2 separate regions of the Macaca mulatta genome follow, and region 2 is linked to region 1. A link is a contact called in public Hi-C data. All regions are on one chromosome and are shown on one strand. The core of a region is the stretch at or near the end of the contact, and the rest is flanking DNA. Distances in the headings are between cores, read along the strand shown.

Evidence for each region. Hi-C and Micro-C count contacts between places; a contact is called where the count stands out from the background.
Region 2: a Hi-C map of fibroblasts shows a contact between it and region 1, with 2.8 times the contacts expected there. The contact joins two enhancer-like sites. A contact is called at or near these places in 6 of 14 Hi-C or Micro-C datasets (CD4 T cells, blood, cortical neurons and 2 more).

The regions. Positions count from the first base shown.
Region 1 is chr7:150,124,140-150,127,625 of T2T-MMU8v2.0, forward strand. No RefSeq gene overlaps it. Among named protein-coding and RNA genes, the nearest start is that of ANGEL1, 41 kb to the left of the region's middle. Within about 2 kb of position 1,457, at least 9 of the 40 cell types and tissues checked have an H3K27ac peak or open chromatin away from gene starts, as enhancers often do.
Region 2 is chr7:150,249,745-150,253,489 of T2T-MMU8v2.0, forward strand. LOC106999500 reads right to left here. Exons shown (of 6, transcript XM_077938824.1): 6 at 2,699-2,969. Among named protein-coding and RNA genes, the nearest start is that of IRF2BPL, 12 kb to the left of the region's middle. Within about 2 kb of position 2,312, at least 35 of the 40 cell types and tissues checked have an H3K27ac peak or open chromatin away from gene starts, as enhancers often do.

The DNA.
Region 1 (3,486 bases), core at 207-2,706:
AGCCCATCTCCATTCCTGCTTCCTTCCCAAAGCCAGTCCTGAGTCTTCTCTCTCATGACCCCTTTCCACCTCCCTCCAGCACTCTGACCTGCTATATGCTTATGTAGGTCAAGAGGAGGTAAGAATCTCTGTATCCTACTCAAGAGTGTGCACCAGGGGCAATCAGATAACCAGGGTGTCACAGGGTGGAGGTGTCTGTCTCACAGGTTTTTTTTTTTTTCTTTTAGTTTTTTTTTAGAGACAACGTCTCACTATGCTGTCCAGGCTGGACTCAAACTCCTGGCCTCAAGCAATTCTTCAGCCTCAGCCTCCTGAGTATTCAGGACTGCAGGTGCACACCACTGCACCAGGCTTCTGTCTCATTTCTGGTTTACAGTGTTGCCTCTTTCTCTTTCACTGCTCAAGGAGTAAAGAAAATTGAGATCTGACCTATGGGACCAAAATTAGAAAAAAAAAAAAAAAAAAAAAAAGCACTGCTGTCTGGCAGCTGGGGTCTCTCCAAACACATTCTCTTTTTTCTCAGAACAGCATGACGAAAAACATAAGCCGAGTCAGAGTTTAACTGCTGTCTGGCACAGCACAGGGTAGTTGCGTGCGTGCACACATGTGTGTGAATGTGTGAGCGGATAAGGATGGGCAGGCTGGAGAGCGAGTGAGAGCGTGTGGGAGGGTACGTGAGGAAATGCGTGTGTGTGTACTTGCGCACACAAGCTCTATACACGCGTTTTCTACTTGGGGTTATTCAGGGTCTGCATCCCAGTTGTTGGAAGCAGATCCTCAGCTGAGTGGCCTCTTTTGTAACCAGGGGCGTGGGTCTGAGCATTTCTTCTTGCAGTAGAAATGGGCCCTGTGATGAGTCACGCCAGTGGCTGGACAGAGGGGAGGCTTGGCTGAAGAAGCAAGGATTCCTGAGCTGGTCTAGGGCAGGCAAGGCCAGACCCTCACACAGAGAGCCCCAGAAAGAGTGGCCTGTGGCAGGTGTGGGAGGCTCCTGGAGCACACCCACAGTCTGGGAGGGTCACATCTCTGGACATCAAGGTAGGAGCACACAGCTTGGCATGCACCAGGGGCCGGGGCAGACCTTCACACTCACCTTGGAAGTGGGGGGCGAGCAGTCATTCCCGCTGGCCCAGGACATTCACACCATGGGAATTCCCAAGGGCTCTGTCCTAAGAGAACTGACCTGAAATCCAAACCTGGCCTGAAAAGAAATTGGCCCAAGCCTTCCTAGTCCAGTCCCCACTGGGTGCTAGTTCCCAGCCCAGAGTCCAGGACGAGCACTCATTCCTACGCTCCTGCTGGGAACCAGGAGAGAGAATGAGTTATGCGAAGACCCAGGGCGGCCTTTCAGGGTGGTCAGGATGAACCAGGAACTCGCAAACAAGCTGAAGAAGGCACAGCAGAGAAGCTGATGAGGACTCACACTGAGAAAACACTTAGGGGGATGTGTCACCGGCATCAAGCCAAGCGCTGCGTCATCCACCAACTCAGATCTTCGAGGCAATGCCTAAGGGCACTGGGGCATTAGGCTGCTCAGCGGGCAGATGAGCAAACCGAGGCTCAGAAAGCAGAAGTGACTTTCCTGTTAGCACACAGCTATTAAGTGCAGAGCCGAGATTCAAACAAAGTCAAGAATGAGGTACAAAATGTCTAGCAATCAGTAGGCTGGTTAAATAAACACTGATTTATTTATGGAATATTGGGCAGCCATCGACATACCCGGTAGAAGAATAGTTAATGGCCTGGAAAGATGTTCAAGATATGTAATTGAGCAGGAAAAAAAAAAAAAAGCAGGGTACAAAACAGCATGTGCAGAGGGATTATTAAAACATAAAATACGGGCCGAGCACAGTGGCTCATGCCTGTAATCCCAGCACTTTGGGAGGCCGAGGTGAGTGGATCACCTGAGGTCAGGACTCTGACACCAGCCTGGTCAACATGGCGAAACCCCATCTCTACTAAAAATACAAAAATTAACAGAGTGTGGTGCGTGCGCCTGTAATCCCAGCTACTTGGGAGGCTGAGGACAGGAGAATCTCTTGAACCGGAGAAGTGGAGGTTGCAGTCAAGATCGCACCACTGCACTCCAGCCTGGGCAACAGAGCGAGACTTCATCTCAAAAAAACAATAAAAACAAAACAAAACATAAAGAGGTACGATTTCCGAGAAAAAACTCAGAATGTCAGCAGGGGCTTTCTCTGGATGATAGGAGTAGGTGTGAGTTCTACTCTATGGGTTTGTTCCTTTTTCTTACAATGATCATTTTGTAACAAGGACAAACCTGACTTGGAAGAGACCAGGCTGTGTTTCAGTGGTGTGGGGAGTTGCGGGGGCGGGGAGGTGGTGTTTCGGTAGGGGGTGATGAGGGGGTCATGGCTAGCACTGTGAGATGATGGCTCAGCAGGTAGGAGGGTGTGGTGAGAAGCAATGCCTTTCCTAGGAACACATCCATCTTTCTTTTTCTTTCTTTTTTCCTGAGGCAGGATTTTGTCCTGGTTGCCCAGGCTGGAGTGCAATAGCACATGATCTCAGCTCACTGCAACCTCTGCCTCCCAGGTTCAAGTGATTCTCCTGCCTCAGCCTCCCAAATAGCTGGGACTACAGCTACACCCAGCTACTTTTTTATATTTAGTAGAGACGAGGTTTCACCATGTTGCTCAGGCTGGTCTCAAACTCCTGAAATCAAGTGATCCACCTGCCTCAGCCTCCCAAAGTGCTGGGATTACAGGAGCGAGCCACTGCACCAGGCCTTTTTTTTGAAACAGAATATCAGTCTATCACCCAAGCTAGAGTGCAGTGGTGCAATCACAGCTCACTGTAGTCTTGACCTCCTGGGCTCAAGCAATCCTCCTGCCTCAGCCTCCCAAAGTACTGGGATTACAGGCATGAGCCACACACTCAGTCATCTTTTTCCTAGACCTGACAGCAGGCAGGAGAGGCTGGGTACCCTGGCTGGCTCTCTGCGTGCACATGTGATTGAGTTCCACCGGTCTGGGCCTGTCCTTGCAGTGCTAGGCTCCACCCTGCTGGGGTCAGGAGAAGGTAGGGAGAGGACAGAATTGGACTAGATGTGTCCTGGATATGCACAGAGAAGGTGCAGGTAGCTGGCGACAGGGACTTAAGTGTGTGTTGTGTGTGTGTGTGTCAAGTTCAGAGGAGGAGATGTCCTGCTCAAAAATAAGAGTGGGCTGGGTGCAGTGGCTCACACCTATAATCCCAGCACTTTTAGAGGTCAAAGCAGGCAGATCATGAGGTCAGGAGATCAAGACCATCCTGGCTAACACAGTGAAACCCTGTCTCTACTAAAAATACAAAAAAAAAAAAAAAATTAGCCGGGCGCGGTGGCGGGCGCCTGTAGTCCCAGCTACTCGGGAGGCTGAGGCAGGAGAATGGCATGAACCCAGGAGGCGGAGGTTGCAGCGAGCCGAGATTGTGCCATTGCACTCCAGCCTGGGTGACAGAGCCAGACTCCATCTCAAAAAACAA
Region 2 (3,745 bases), core at 1,062-3,561, 130 kb after region 1:
AGCTGGGGCCGGCCTGGAGGCTGCCCTCTCCTTTCTTCCTTCTCCTACCCCCACCCCACATCATGCCCGCAGATTACCGCCCCCACTTCCCCCTCCAGTCCCCTTCACCTACTCTTCCCAAGAACAGATTGTTTATCAGAACGGGCAGCCAAGAAACCTACTCCTGTTTCTGGCCTCTGCCAGAGATTAATCACACTTGGGAATGGCACAAAACTTGACTGTGTTGGGGCGGGGTGAGGCGTTGGGGGTAGGGAGGTGGGGAGATGTGGGGTTGGGGGGGTAGTTAAAAGGAAAGACCAATAAATTTGACAAGGTGACCAAATCGGGGTTACCGCTACCTCTCCCCGCCTTTATTTTAGTAAGTCAGTGCAGAGGACGGAATTCTACTTCATTCCCACTCCCTCTACCCCCACCCCCAATTACCTTCCTCCTTCTCTAGGTCTTCATGTTTGATGCTTTAATAGTACTCACTGGCTTTTAATTCTGATTAGCATTTTCAGCTGGTGTGTGTCTGTGCGCGCGCGCGTGCACGCGCGCGCGTTGGGGCTTGGCAAGACACACTCAAACCGGACTGCCTGACAAATCCCCCCTTTTCATCCTTCTCTTTGAAATGACATCAAGATGGACTTGTAGGGGGCAGGGATGAAGAGAGGAGGCACGGAAAAAAGAGAGGGAGGGGGAAGTAATTTATGTGCTTTTCTAAGGCAGCTAGTAAAATTCCTAAGGGAGAACAAATGCCAAAATTGACTGTCTTGGTGTATTTTAGACCCGATCGTCAGGGTGAATCATGTCAGGGCTTTGCAGTGGACCTGCAGCCTGGGAGCTGAAGACAGGGACACGAAACATCCCTGTGGCTGGGAGGTGCCCTTCTGAAGGAGGCGGGAGATGGGTATTTGCTCTTACCAGACTCCTCTCCATCAGGATTTTTTTTTTTTCCTAATTCATTGCAAGATGGAGTTTTTTTTTTTTTTTTTTTTTAATTGGCACTGATAAAGAAAAGCCAGGGATAGAAAACTCCCCATAAAACACGGCCCCCAAAGGGAAGTGCAAAACCCATTTGATGCAAAATATAGATATCTTCACCCTGGATTTTTCCCCCTTTGCTTTACAACTCTGCAGACATCAGGTTAGCAAAAGGTAATAAATAGTCCTTGCACAGCAGGGTCTGGACTAGTGAAAACAGTTTACTGAAATTAATGGGCCTCGCTTGAACCAAAACCTCCACTTTGGAATTAATGCCAGACATAGTTTTCCTGAACTCTATCCAACCGCCTAAGCGGCAGACAATTTTCATTCTATTTGTGCTGGAAAATAAAGCCCAAGCCCTTGATCTCAGTGTAGATTTTCATTAAAAAAAAAAAAAAAAAAAAAGTACAGTGAATACTGTGCCAATTTCCACTTTCTGCCCGCAGAAGCCCTTGTGCTCTGGGCTGTGCGTGACGGTCAGAAGTTATCTGGTAAACTTTGCATTGAAAACCATCTCCGAACTCACTCCCCATCGGTGGCCTCAGAGCTTTCACCATGACATCTGAGAGATTCAAGGAAAGCTCCAGAAACAGGCTCAGCTCTCAATAACAACCCTCTTCCCTACAGATCTTAGAAAGGCTGAATCTGAACAACGCTGCCTGCAAGACCTCCATTCCTACCCTAAATAAAGCGCCAAACCATCCAACCGAAACCCACCCCTCCTCCCCCGGTACTCAAGTGTCTACAGCTCTGAGGCTCCCTTTATTTTTATTTTTATTTTTATTAATGTATTTTTAAGGCTGAAAGGCACACACACCACACGCGTTCACACCCAGTGGTTATGGGGTTTTGGCAGGTACGCGGAGACCCGGTGCCCCAGCTGTCAGTGTCTGATCCCAACCCCTCCTCCCCCTCCCTGCGTTATTTATTAATAAAAGCCTGGTCGTGGGCAGCCGGCGTTCTGGTTTTCATTGTACAGTCTGCACTGGTGACACAGGACATGTGGAAAATTTTGAGAGCACTGCGGTGAATAGTGTGGAGGGGGAGCGTGAGCAGGGGGAGGGGAGGGGAGGGAGGGGAGCGAGTTACTTTTTAGCTTCCGCTAAGTACTTGGCGGCTCGCCAGGCCCGGAGGATTCTGGGAAGCGAAAACCTCCCCAGTATAAACTGCCAGCTTTAAGCAGCCCTGACAGTTCTGCTCCTTCCAAACTTGGCAGCCGTTCAAAGTGCTCTTTCATTTGAAATGCTGGAAGCCTGCCATGTGCAATGCAGATTTGCTGTGCCTGTGCGCAGAAGGAACTGATAAATGCCGTTGCAGTTGCCATGGGGACAGGAGGCTATCAGAATGGCCTTGTGATCCGCAGCCTCTCTGCGCGGCAGGCTCTCGCTCTCTCCCTCCCGCCCCTCCTCCCTCTAGTCAGTGAGATGGTGAAATAAATGTTCTGGAAAAAGGTTAACCCTCCCCGCTCTGGTTCCGAGGCTGAGAGGAGGTTAACCTCTAAGCACTTCCTTGGCCTTAAGTGCCAGCCCGGAGCACAGGTCTCAGGGCCGTCCTTGGGTGGGTCACCATCCTCCCGCTCTCCTCTTTCACACCCCCAGCTTTCTTCCTGCTCCCTGGGGGCTTTCACAAAGCGGTGTTTTTAATAGAGCTTTTCAGCAAGCCCTAGTGTAAGTATTTGAGTCATCAAAACCCGGATGTAAACACAGCAGCCCTGCATTCTGCACAGTTTGCGTGTATTTTATCTTTTTAATAATATTTAGCTGGCAACTTAAAACTGCAAGGATGCCAGATATTTTAGCCAGCCACTTACATCATGCAGCATCCATCTTGAGGAGAGTGGCGCCGGGTCCTTTCCTTGTTCTCTTGCTCCCTGCCGCCTACCTGAGACCGCAGGAAATCTGGGTCTTTCTGAAGGCATCTTCTTGTGGTGTAGTCCCCTTGGAACCGCGGCCTTTAGAATGAACATGACATCACCTTGGGCAACAACGACAGAGGGTGCGTGCCTGTAGGAGACAAGACACGGGGAGATCCAAGGTGAAACATCTATCATTTACGCTGCGCCAATTTCAGGTGTGTGAGGGTGCACAGTCTGGATCATCGGCCCCCCATTTAGCACAAACTGCCGTTTGAAACACAGTTTGATTTAATGTACAGAAACAAAATAGCACATTCAGATTTGGTATATTTTCAGGCCTGTAATGCCAACACTCCGGGTGGCCTGTTTAATGGGGAAAAAATGAAATATTCCACTCCAGCCCAGGCCTATGGAAACCAAAGAGGTTTAGTGATTTATTTACATTGGGGGTAAAAACGGTGAGCAGTATTCCTTCTCAGCTCACTACTTCCTGAAGGTTTCCTGAACCTAAACCTTCGTTAACATCCCAGGAAGAAAACTTATTTTTCCTGTGGCTTTCAAAATTTTCTGCTAAATATATTTCGGCACACTGTTTATCTTGGGCATCAGCTTTCAGACCTTTATGCACTTTTAACACCTTGAGGCTGTTTCACTGAAAAATGGTGTATGTTAATTAAAGAGGACTTTATGTGCTGGGCATTAAGGCAGGGGGGATTTCTGTTTTGATCTGTTTGTATAATGAGGGCTTCAGGATGAAACACAAGTCAGAGGCCTGTTAGCTTCTTGAAGCCCTTTTGACAAAGCAGGACCTTGAATGTGGGCCGTTGTATTCAAACCCTTCAAGACCACAGAATGTTGAACTGAACGAAGTAGTTCTTCCTAAGTGCGTGGTGAACATGGAGGCCAGGACAGGAGAAAGACTGA